Linked DNA regions of Anser cygnoides: region 1 is linked to region 2. The links are chromatin contacts, called in public Hi-C maps. All regions are on one chromosome and are shown on one strand. The core of a region is the stretch at or near the end of the contact, and the rest is flanking DNA. Distances in the headings are between cores, read along the strand shown. Region 1 overlaps LOC106031790 (a long non-coding RNA gene). Region 2 overlaps PNPLA2 (patatin like phospholipase domain containing 2).

What was found. A called contact is a pair of places that touch in the nucleus more often than the background predicts.
Region 1: a contact with region 2 is called in a Hi-C map of liver, with 1.7 times the contacts expected there. The contact joins two enhancer-like sites. A contact is called at or near these places in 2 of 7 Hi-C or Micro-C datasets (both in liver).

Annotation. Positions count from the first base shown.
Region 1 is chr5:20,700,107-20,706,555 of Taihu_goose_T2T_genome, forward strand. It overlaps LOC106031790 (a long non-coding RNA gene), which reads right to left. Exons shown (of 5, transcript XR_001204461.3): 5 at 1-954. Among named protein-coding and RNA genes, the nearest start is that of HRAS, 7.7 kb to the right of the region's middle. Within about 2 kb of position 3,190, at least 3 of the 3 cell types and tissues checked have open chromatin away from gene starts, as enhancers often do. A contact at or near this core is called in liver, where this site is marked.
Region 2 is chr5:20,441,117-20,447,327 of Taihu_goose_T2T_genome, forward strand. PNPLA2 (patatin like phospholipase domain containing 2) reads right to left here. Exons shown (of 9, transcript XM_048058828.2): 2 at 401-633; 3 at 158-223. Among named protein-coding and RNA genes, the nearest start is that of PNPLA2, 9.5 kb to the right of the region's middle. Within about 2 kb of position 4,230, at least 2 of the 3 cell types and tissues checked have open chromatin away from gene starts, as enhancers often do. A contact at or near this core is called in liver, where this site is marked.

The DNA.
Region 1 (6,449 bases), core at 1,940-4,439, 260 kb after region 2:
CTTCAGCAGAAGACAGAAATACAGAATGGGAAGCAGCTCATGACTGCAAACTACTGTTAACTCTAGGGGTCATGACCCTCCTGCAATATCGTGTCTCATCTCTACTCACTTCCTGCGGTCCAAGCAAAGAACTTACATTTCCAGACTTGCTCAACACTGTTAGCAGTGGAGATGGACCTTTGACAACCTCCGTTCTGATTTGGATCTGAACTTTTGGAAAGCTTAAAGGGGGCAAAACAGTGCTGTTGACCCCTTCTAATATGCTGAGACTTGACTCATTTCAACTTTCTGCCATATTCTGAGATGAGCTGAAGTTCGTGCCTTTCAGTAGCATTATACCAAAACAAGAGTTTAACATGTAAGTGGAATTCAGTTCCTCTCTGGCAGCAACTAATCTGCATACAGTGTTTGGCTCTTGCAATTTTGTAGTACAGGCTACTGTAGACAGACACATCTAAAATACTACCGAGCTGGGTGCTGAAATGTGTTCACCCCCTAACAACTCTTAACATGTCACCACTGCCCAAACCTGTCCTCTGAGCACACACACAAACCTATACGGTCACTCCCTGTGCCATGTGGTGGATGAGATATCACTGGGACATTCATTAACAGGCCATTCACAGTAATGTTGTGTACCAAACAGTGGCAGCTGGCTAATTTCGAAGTTATCAGTTGATTACTCCCCGTAGTAGCAAGTCAGGGTACCAGTTAAACTGGTGTTAAGAATACATTTCCTCCAAAGTCAGCGGAAACACAGGTGTGCGGCAGTCAGCTGTGCTCAGTGCTTACCAGCCAGCTCCTGGTTTGTGGAAGGCAGATTCTGAAGGTGCAGTTCACAAGTTTCTTTTCCAGAGAGCTGAGCAGCTGGAATTACACTGTTGGGCATGTGGCATCTTTTTCTCCTTTGAGCTATCTGCCTCACAACACGTCCAGCCCTCGGTAACCTAGAGACTGAAATATAAAGATGGGGGAAATAAATAAATAAATAGGTAAACAAACAAACAAATAATCAAAGAATGGGTGTGGTTCAAAACCTGTAGAAATCAATGGAAGTTTCAGATCACACCCACCGCCTAGCCTAAAAAGAGGTGCCAAACTAACTTGAAGCTATTGGGCTTTCCAAAACTCCCACCTCCACAAAGAACATGTTTCTAGAGTGTTGTGTTTCCAGACAACTATTGGGTCTTGTTGCAGCAGCATGCTTGGCTGTATCAAGAGTGAAAATTGAAGTGAAATTGATTGTTGACTGTGCGCAATGAAAAAAGGATCATAAAGTGTACAGTGAAAAATCCTGTTTGTCACAGAGTCAACTTCCCAGCAAGGGCAGGAATCTCGTATCACACAACACACCTTCTTGTTTGTGATCGTACGCTTGAATCACTTCCTCATCATTTATACAGCAGCTATCTAGGAAATACGTTCAGGGAGTATCCTAGTACTTGCAAGCACGACTTTCTGATACGACGTTTTTTTGTTAGGCAAACATCTTTGCTGCTTAGAAACAGAGGTCCCTGTGACCACCCTACCCTGCTGATAAGTCAGGAAGCCTTCCTGCTGCGTGGCGTGGGGCATGGCCAGGTCCTGGCCAGGAGAGGACCAGGGCTGCTTATTCCACAACACTCCCCATGGGTGAAATGGCCCCTCCCTAGAGCCCGACATGGGAGCCGAAGGGATTTGGTGCCTGGGGACTCAGATGGCTGAGTAAGATAGACAGGAACTAATGAAAAAGCTCTGTCTGAGAGATAAAGAAGAGAGAATAAGTAAAAAGCAGGAATTAATCTGAAGAATATTTCAACCATGGCCATTGAAATGCCACAGATAAGGAAAGATCTTGGAGTAGGAAAAGTCTCCAGCTTGGGCATAGCAATAGCTGAGTACCTTTCAACCAGGAAACTCTTAACATTGTTTATGCAGGAGCTTTATATCATCTTCCCTGCTGGAACACAGTATCTGCTTAAGCCTGACATTTTGAAATACTTCTGCCACATGGACACAGGCGGGTGGTTCGGTAGAAACACGCAGACCTCAGCTTGGCCCTCAGATCGCAGAACGGCGTGTGAAATCAACAGCTATGAGATGCTTCTGGGAGAAGCATGCCAGCCAGCGGGCAGATCTGCTTGCACAGTCACTGCACCTGGCACAGCAGCTTATGTTACCCTCCAGACTCTCTACAGATATCACCCCATCTACGGATGGAGCTGTTCAAGGGTCCGGGGCGGCCCCACGGAGCAATAGGCTCGGGATGGAGCATGCTGATCGCTGCTACACCAAAGCCAGATGAATGAGGTTTACTGACAGGGCTGGAGTTTGTTTTCCTGCTCTCAGAACGAGGTGCGATTTCTGTGTCATCAGCTGGATCACTAACAGCAGCAGGCTGCAGATCAAATCCCTTTCTTTGACTGACACGAAGGGAATAAGGAGCACCAAGTGATTTTTTGCTGAGCCTAAAGCTGAGCTCCCCTGCGCTGGGTTGCAGCATGCAGACGGCGGGGAGTGGGAAGGCACACACCGTCAGCGCACGGACAGAAAGCTCTCTGCTCTCCAAGCCTGGCACCCTGCCCAAGCCCTACGCTTGCTTAAAATGCAGTCTGTAAGGGTTTGTCTTGAGACAATTTGATGGATACTGTGTGGGTGCTGGGGGCAGGCGAAGCCAAGAAAATGAGGGATCTGTCTGTCAGCTGATCTATTCCCTCAGATTTTTAATGCAAACCCTTCATTTCTGTAAATATACTCTGCATGCTGCTATAGATAGGATATGATTATTGGTGTGATGCCGTGAGAAAAAGGTGCCATACGTGAACCAAAACTGAAGAGTTTTCATTTGTGGACCACATTTCTTATAGGTGGTGATAACATCCGTGTGATAAATTCATTTATTTCTGTAAACAGGTAATATATTACACATCAAAAAAGTAATCCACGTTTATCCCATTCTTTGACCTTCCCTGCAATATGCCTATTGGGTCTTCTCTGTTTGGACTGCTTTTAACTTTACAAAGTGCCTTAAACTCCCTGAATTTTGATCATCACAAGCCAACAACTGCACTTCTTAAAGTGAACTATCCATATCAATAAAAACTCAACACTTGCCTTTTCTGCAAATCAGATTTCAACAGCACTCCTCTCCTCTTCCCCCTTGACTGGCTCTGCCTGAAAAATATGCAGGACCATTTGCCAGGGTTAATTTTTAATAGTGTCCTCACTGCTGCAGTGAATTAAGTCATTTATTTCCCAGCGAGCAGCATGCTAACACACTGGGCAATAACAAACGCTGAAGAAGGTGACTCGGGAATAAGCAGCCGGGCAGAGCTTTACATTTCCACCTGCCTGATGGCTCAGCATAAAGGGCAGAGCGCTGTGTTTTGGTTTACTGTACACTGAGTCTTCATTCGAGGGACTTCTGGATCGAAGCCACAAGGCCAGCTAGGTTTATTTACTCCGTAGTCATGTGTATACATACATATATAAACAGAGTCACAGCAGGCTGTGTGGCCAGCCCTCCCCTCTGCCTGGGCACTCGTCTCCTCTAACTCAGCGGGTTAATATTCCTCCTAGGTGGTCACTCCTGCAGGGGGAACGCGTCAGCCCGGGCAGTTTGGCCCTAAATACGCTTTGTGATCTCCGGCGGCCTGGAGCTCAGCCTACCCACCTGTAAAACAGGTTTAATGGTTGTCAGATTTTCTCTAGAAATGCTAGAAGGATTACTTCATGTCTGAGAACTTTAAATGAGAGCTGCTCAGTGATAGAGAGCACTTTAAAAGAGCGACTGGAAAACAGGGCTAGAGCAGGCTGGCAGCCCTGTGAGCATGTGATGACCACAGAAGGAGCGCTGTTCTCGTCTCATAACCCCAGATCCTCAAAAAGGCTGGGATGCAGATGATTCAGAAACAAGGGGAGAAAGGGCTTTTGAATTACTTATTAGGTAGGATTTATGTTGATTTTACTGTCCTGGGACGTACAAGTTTGGGATGTAGAATCTCTTTTGCCATCTCTTCTGGGTGAAATGCGGTGGTAATATAGGGTCCTCTCCCCCATGCACCTACCAGTTGTTGTGTTTTTGTGTCCACAGAGTAGTCCAAAGGCCACTAAAGAATCTTCCCCACGGCCTGCAGTAAGCTTTGGATCAGACCTCAGTGATCAACAAGAATGTGCTGCTCAGCATGCTGTAACAAGTTCACCGGCACGTGCTGATCACTGCAGGAGAGCTGTTATACGAATGCTCCTCCTAGAAACGAGGAAGGTCTTGACTAAGGAGGCAGCACCTTCCCACTTAGTTCTCACCCCCCACGTGGTGCCTGAAATGTACCAGTGCCCTTAAATTTGGGAACAGAGCAGACCTGAATCCATTGCTTCCTCTCTGCGATATCACAGGGAAGCTAGAGAGAGAGTATTGCATTACTCTTAATTCACTTTGTGATCGTGTAAGTCTCCCAAATCCCAATGCCAGTAAGCTCTGATGATTAAACAGCTTACTGAAAGGAAAATATAGCTAACACTTTCTACCCTTATCAAAGTGTATTGCTAATGAGGGCTGGGAAATCCCTCAGTGTTAATACAACATCTGTAGATTAATGTTAGCTTACTCATGTTTTCGTAGTCAATGGCTAAAATTCAGTCAATCACTTGGATTCACACATTTCTAATTGGTGTTACAGCACATCAGTCTCAGTATTTTCCCAGCTTAAGCACATTGACTGGAAGTAGAAAAGGCAATGCCAAGAGTCTGAGGCCAAAGAAGAAATGTGCTACATGTTGATTAGGACATCTTGACTTAGGAATCTTACAGAAGGTCTGACTTCAAAAACGTTTAGCTCACAGGGAGCAGTATAACTCGGGTTCTCTACCTGTGATGGCAAGTGGCTGCTCTGCAGGAAAGTCTACCTTTGCTGTAAGTAAGGTGGAGGCTGAGGCCAGTGCAGATTTTAGGTAATCACTGAAGAGGATGAAGGGGCAGAAGGAAATGCCCCACAAGAGCCTCAGAAAGAGGCTGCCATGGTGGCAAACAGCTTTTTGCAATGGAAAAGGATCAGATGAGCAACGCCAGCTTTTACAAAAGCTGAGTATAGCAAGAGCATCAAGCATGGAGGTTCGAGAGCACCAAAAAGCAGAGATGGTGGAAAGGCCGGACTCCATCCTCCTGTCCAGTCTATAGGGTGGCTACATTTTATGTGAGTATTGCTTTGCATCAGCTTTACTCGCTCACAAAGGTGGGAACAGAGGTTCAGGGATCCTTATGGAAGGAAAAACATACTTTAAGGAAAGATGTGACAGTAAAGAAAAGGGTCAGCAGCTTGACTCTCATTATGTGAAGGAGGGACATGATGCGTGGCAGGGACAAAGACAGTGTGCAGCCAGCATATTAAAAAGCAATCAAAGGAAAAGAAACCAGTAGTTTAACTGGATAAACACAAATGTCTTTAATTCTATCTAGTTTTACCACGTGTGCATACTTGAATCACGCAGCGCAACATTGCTTTGAAATTTCTGCGAGAAACAGATGTAGTTAACAATTGTTCCCCACCATTGAAGGGAAATCAGCATTAGTTGACAAAGGAGTAAGAAGACTTTTTCAAAAAGAATGAGAATGTCTTGTCCAGGAGTGCATGTGGGATGGTCTCAGACTTAAGCAGATGAACTACACAAAGATAAATCTGTTGCACATCAGTGAATACAGAAATGACAGAGAGAGCAAGACATCCCTTAGCAACTCATCTGGTTTCCATGCCTGGAAATCTGGCTCCTGCCAGCAAAAGTGACATAGATGACCCAGAGCATGGGAAGTGATCCGAACTGTCCCATAAAGAAACTGCTGGTGTGCCAGTGTTCAAACTCTTCCATAGGGTTTGAAAATGAAAATCACAAGGGGCGTAAATATTGCAAGAGCTTGTTAGAAAAAAAAAAAAAAAAGAAAAGAAAAAGAAAAAAAGAAGTAGGGTTTTCTGCTTCCAGAGACCTGAGCTGCTGCTGTGTGAAGATGAGGGCAAAAACCTCCCTCAGAGTACAGTGATCTGAGGATCAGACTCCAAGAGAATGATTGACGTTCAGCTCATGCTGACAGCTAACAAAAGCTCTTGCACACGTGCCAGCAAACCGCTGCCAGGAAAGTCAGCATGGCTCCTAACTTGCAGATTTCTCCATTAGCAGACCTCGTACCCTATTTGACCTTTGCTGATCTACCCTGGCAGTCTTGGCAGAGAGGCCCGGGGTTGCGTGGAAGTGGACACAGGACACTTATCAGCCCTGGTCCCTCTTGGTCAGGCGGGGACATCTCACGGAGGAATCTGTGTCATTTCTAAGTAACTCAGGCTCTCGACATTGTGCAATCAGCTATAACCCAAGCAAAAAAGCATAAAAAGTCAAAAAGTCAACATTTGCTAGGGACTTAAGCACCCACAGAAACAAACGGGACGCTTTCTGTAGGGGGCAGTGTGTTTCACATCAGGCTG
Region 2 (6,211 bases), core at 2,980-5,479:
TCCACTGCTGAAGTTGTTTACCTGGGAATTTCTCATGCTTCTTCACAATAGTTCCTGCTAGCAGACGGGCAAGAGGACTACCAAAACTGAGTATGGCATTTCTGCCTTCTTATTCATCAGCACATGATTTAATGAAGAAATATCTTAAGAGCCTTACCACTCCACGCAAGGTTGGAGGTATCAGCCCACAGTAGACAGGGATGAAGGTGCTGCAAACACAGGCCTGGGGAAGAAAGAGATCCAGCACGTAAGAATCACATCAAAGCCTACTGAGTTAGCCTGAGAACTGTACTGGCACATGCTGAGAATTAAACTACGTTACGAAGGACATTGGGAGTCCAAGGCAAAACAAACCAGCTTGCAGTTCTTGCCCAGCCCTCTGCAAGAAGTTTCCAGTCACCTGGATGAGCTCCTCCTTGGAGTGGAAGTCCGACAGTATGACGTTTTCTCCATCAGACACCCGCGTGAGGGAAATACCCAAACGTCCTGCTGCGACCTCGTGCCCATTGTCCGGCACGGTCTTGGACAGGCAGATCCGAATGATCTTCACCAAGTTGAAAGATGGGTGGAGCGGCCCCAAGAACCTCTTCCGTGCTTCTTTCGACACTCGAATAATGCTGGCACCAGCCTCACCTGCCACGATAGGAAGAAAAATGCCTGGTGAAACGCTAGCAAAACCAGCCTTCTTCACAAAACAAGGCGTAGAAAAACCTTCAACAGAGCTTTACTCAGAGGTTTCTCCCTACGTGCCAATATAGCTCGAGATGCGTGGCTATTACAGGCACTGTGGGAGAGTCACAGAAGCTTGCTGCATTTGCATTCTCACTCCCACACTGTAAACAGCCACCCTTGTCTTACACACGTTATACAAAGTCGGCGAAGATCACATGCATCTTGGTAAGGCCTCACGCTTTCTCAGGAGGCCCTGCTTGAGTGGCCTGTGAAGGACTGTTGAAAAGACAGTGACAGAAAACAGGTATTTTCATTTCAATAGACATTTGCCCATAAGCAAAAGCACCAGAAAACAGGAATCTCACTGCTTTCCAGCTGATCATCACAGCTCTGCTGGTAGCATCACTCATGTCTCAGGTAGCAAAACAGACACTATGGACAGGGGTGGACTTCGAGCCCCCTGGTGAGGCTTTGGTGTCCATCCCGCCCGTGTCCGACTCCCGAGCACTAAACCAGGCCCCGATGGCAAGGATTCCCAGAAGCACGCCTGCTTTACACTTCCACACAGTGACCCAGCTGGGTTTGGAGGGGAGAAGACACCCCCTCAGCACAAAAGGGACATCTGTACGCCTGCTAAGCCCAGTATCTCACGGTCACTAGGAGCCCAGCCTGGCAAGAGCATCAGGGCTCCGTGGTGGGAAAGGAGGGAAGGGAGAAAACAAAACAAAAACCTCACCCCAAGCCAAACCCTCCGTGCCCAACACGCTGCCCTTTGCGCACCCTGACTGCTGCTTCCACACGCAGCCCAAGCCGTGGTGAGACACGGGGCAGTGACTCCTCTGAGCACCCGCCAGTCGCTGCAATCCCAGAGACACAGGGAACACACGGGTGAGGAAAGTATCCAGGCAAGAATTAAAGGAACTGGGGGAAACAGCCACGCTTTCACCAATTAAATCTTCTCCCCAAGCTGCAGTTTGGTTTTTGGGCAAAGATGAAAGCTGCTGTCAGTGCCAGCCAACTTGAAATCCCTCTGGTTTGCTCCCTGTCCCTCTCAGCCCTGTGACTGCAGAAAGGAGGCAGCCGAGTTAGACTCAGGTTAACAGAGATAAGGGAAACACCACCCCCAGCGCACTGCGGGTGTTGACACATCCCATTCTTTTGCAATACACGTGTGCCAGCAACATGTTTTCCACTAAGGCAGCCTGTTAACGCGACTGTGTGCGCACGAAAGCCAGCAACACCAGCAGCTCGAGCGAGCACTAAATGAGACCCTTGACCACGACCAGAGGCTCTGGGGTCAGGATTTGGGTACTGTGAGGTAGCAACTCAGCGGAAAATCCAAGTTCCCCTCTCCGAAGCAATTTTTAGCCCTATAATCCCAGTCTTCTGCTCTTTCCTAAAGCAATGTTTAGCAGCCTAATTCTGATCTTACTTACTCAATTAGCCGTAAGCCACTGAGCCCAGCCTGTTCCAGATAGTAGCTGCACGGTTCAACATCCTTCCCAACACGAAGGACAACAGCCAGAAATGACAACTTGTTAGCACTCCGTGCCTAAGACACCTTTGTGCCTAACGAGAGGAAGAAATACACACAAAGAACCTGCAGCAGAGCCCAAAACTGGATGGAGCCCACTCCAGCACCTTGGCCACACGAGCCCTGGAAGCCCCACTGCACGGAGTGCGTCACAGAGCTGCTGGCCTTGCTGAAACCCCAGTAATAAATAGGGTGGGAGCCTGAGCCACGGGGACACCCCACTCACAGGGCCATGCTGGGGAGGGCGGCTCAGGGATGGCGCTTAGAGAAGCTTGCCTTCAGACTTGGCACCTCAGCGTGCAGAGATGCGACAGCGACACTGGGAACAACTGCAGTTATACAGAGCTTATGACTAACGTCTGAGCAAAAAGTCTGAGCTGGGAGTTGCTTAGGGAAAACAAAGTCCCAAATATGCCAGGAAACAGACTGTCTTGGCATCTGAGGAGGGACTTGGGCTCCAGCTGCTTCTCTGTCGTCGTTACCCAGCCAAGCAGGACAGGGGGACATGGGAGAACTGGGGACAAAATAAGAGTTATTGATAATTAGCAATTGGATTTTTTGAATTTTTTTTTGTTGTTTGTTTGTTTGTTTTAAATGTGTGCATATAAACAGATTGTGCAAAAGCAGCTTCTCAGGTATTTCAGTTTGAGGGCACCTCTGATCTTGTTGGACTTGTTGGCTCGCTTGCACCGAAACCGAGTACAGAGGAGCTCCGTGGGACGAGGAAGGCACAGGGCGATCTGCAGCGCCACCGGCTTTCCTGGAAATAAGGCCAGCTGAGGGTTCAGCCAGAGGAGTCAGGTTTACGCAGCTAGATCCATGACAGATGGCAAGCCCTCCTGGAAATAAGTTCGGGAGGAGAAAGGAGAGGTGAGAGAGCGAACAGAATTTGAGCTGGTTTTTCCTGGAATAGCTTTTCTGGTAGTGATGGGACTTAAAGGAGTCTGCCAGAGGGAGCAGCTGAATGAGAGAGGTGGTAGAGAGAAAAATCCTGCAGGAGTCAGCCACAAACTGTCTGCCCCTGCCGGGGTAATCCTGTGCCAACTCCAGTCCACAGAAAAGTTTGTTTTTTGATGGATCTGATGATTCAGAGCACAGGGTCACGGGGAAAACCACAACGTTTATTTTCCTCTCTTGGGGTACATCACAAGGAGTACTGCCAACCTCCCACAGCTGGTATCAGCTCTTTTCCCCCACCAAATGCTTCTCCCCATACAGACTTAACTAAACCATTATCCCTCTAAACAAACACAACCTGTATCAATGAGAAATATTTCACGTGGCACGGGGGAGGCCACCTGGGCCACCTCTGGCCTGGGATCCCTCTGCAGCAGCCACAAGGGGCAGTGGATGGCTGCCCAGGGGAAGAGCCCTGTATGCAGCTGCAGGATCCCAGTTCATTTTTAAGCTACGCCAAGCCAGCTTTACATGAGTGTATCGTCCTGGTGAGACTGGTTTCCTTAAAGAATTAGCTCTTGCGCCCATCGGTCGTGCCCAACACACCTGCTGGGGCAGGACAGGCAGCCCCGGGCCTCTCCTGACCTCTGTGTTTCGCACCAAGGGCACCTCAGCGCTCGCCTGTTGCCCACCCTGGTAACCATCCCGCAGCCAGCAGGACGGCTGACCCATGAAGTATTTCAAGTGGAAAAAAAGAGCTTAAGACAGGCACAAAAATAGGAGCAGCGCAGGCCGAAGAGGGAGGGGGCACGCTGCGCATTCCAGCCGGCAGCTCCCGTGACTGCGGCTCCCGTGACACCACAGCTCCCCCTGGAAGAGCTCCACATCGGCACAAAGATCACCCCCTGCGCCAGGGACATTCCCGCTCCCTGGGTGGTAAACAGGGCGCGGGCTCCAGAAAAGGCACCCAGATGGGGAGGGGGGACAGGGGACAGCGGCAGGATGGATGCAGGGACAGCTCTGAAAGGCAGACAACCAGCAGAAAGAAGCGCAGGTGCTTTTGACACCCCTCCAGCACCACCTGCTCAGAGCGAGGTTCGTGGGGTAGATGCTCCCTGCAAGAGCCCCCAGCTGGGATCTTTGCATTTTGCTCCCAGAGCTGAGCATCAGTGGAGCTCTCGTGTTTCCCGTCAGTAGGTCCCTGTTCAGACCCAAATTCGGGAATCAGAAGGAATTTACCGGTGTTACCTCCCTCAAGGCAGTCTGGCTGCCTGTCTGCTGCTGCTTCAGCTGGAGCGGTGCCGTGGAGGAGCGAAAAGCCAGCCCCTCGTGACGAGCACAGGTTTCAGGAGAGCTGCCCCACGTCCCTCCCGAGCACAGACCCCCAGGCTGCTCCAGCTCAGCACGCACAGCTCCTGCGCCTGCCTCCGCACTGAGAGCAAGCGACGCAAGCGCTTTTCCTGCCCAGCCTCTCCCCGGAGAGGGTACAGCCCAGTCCCGCCACCAGCCTAAAAACATTGAGCTGTAAACAAGGGACATCGAAAGAAAAGTCTGCAGGCTGACAGCTAGAAAATAATTAACCCAGAGCGCTTTATTGGACATTTCCTCAGCACCCATTCACTCGCCAGAAGGGCCAACAGCAGATAGCAGCGTGCAGGTGATCCAGGGACGCCTCCAGGCCTTGGGGGCGCCGACCTCAGCCCAGGAAAGATCCCCACCGCCCGGCTGGGCTCCTGCTCCTCCTCCCGTGCTCATGCTGAAGCAGCCTGGTTTCCACCCCTTGCCCCAAGGGAACAGGAACCTGACCCGGGGCGTCCTCATCCCATCAGCGAGGCTGGAGGGATGTCAAAGGGGGCCCGAGGGATAGATTAATGCCAGCAGGAAATGAAGCGAGAACAACGACTTGTGGTCTGCCCCGTAAAACGCCTCCAGGTGATGTGTGATCCAAAGCTACTGACGGATCCTCCATTTCAGTGTGAAATCCTAAAACCGTGGGGGGGAGGAATCTCTGCCTTACATGGCCGAATTTGTATAAATGCCACTATTTAACACACACAAAAACCCTTCTTAAATGCTTGGGGCTGGGAGAAGGCAGGCAGCACCAGAACCCCCAGTGGCACTGGTCCTTTTCCCATCTGTGCACATCGCCCTGTAAGCTGGTAACACTGAGAAACACGTACCAGAACAGGTTGTTCTTTGGGACTTCCCTCATTTTTGTTGTGAGGAGCATTTATATGATTTATAAGTTTCCACTCATTCCTTCTCTCCTACTATTTTGTCATCAGAGAACAAGGAGCAGCTCGGCTGCCTCAGCTCCAGATGACAGCCAGGAAGGAAGCTGTTTCTTTTTTTGATGCAGAGGTAGCAAAAAAAAAAATCGGAGTAACTCCTCAGGCCCCTTTCAGGCTGGCAAATAACCCCTCTTCTCACCTCACAGGTGGGGCGAGTGGAGACACTGAAAGAGACGGCTTTTCGAGCAGGGCCAGCTCCTGCAGCCGGAGGCAGCTGCTGCAGGAAGGGCTGGTCCCACACCACCTCCTGGCCCAGGTTCTCGGAGCTCAGCATCGCAGAGCCCAGATGCAGCCCGCAGCAGGACGGCGCCGTGAATCCCCACCGCCTGCAGCTGCTTCAGAGCCCCAAGCCTCCCTCTTCGCAACGTGCCAGCCCCCAGGACGTCTGAGGTAGGTTACTTCGTTCAGGGCACGAGCAAAAAGGCTTTGGGAGAGCGGGCACAAGAGCTGCCAGCCGTGGTTACGCCTCAGCTGAACCTTTGCACCGGCATTAGGGAAGCGCCGGCACAGCGAAGCCTCACCAGGCAGCTGATGCCCTGCAAGCCAGCGCCCGCTTTGCTCCTGCAGGCAGGCCCGGAGCGCTTGCTCTTGCAACACAAACCAGACAAGAGCGCGGCTCCTGCTGGGGAGCAATCAATAGGAAGGCTCAGCTCAGGCAGGCAGCCAGGATTATTGCCTGGCACAATCGCTGCAGTCACCGCTAGCCTAATTTTCCCCCCCTGTAATTCCCTAATACAAGGATTAGCGTTGCATTGCTGCTCATTGCCTTAGAGGGAAGTGAAGCTCGGATCCCTGCTGCTTGCCCTGGGCCAGCGCA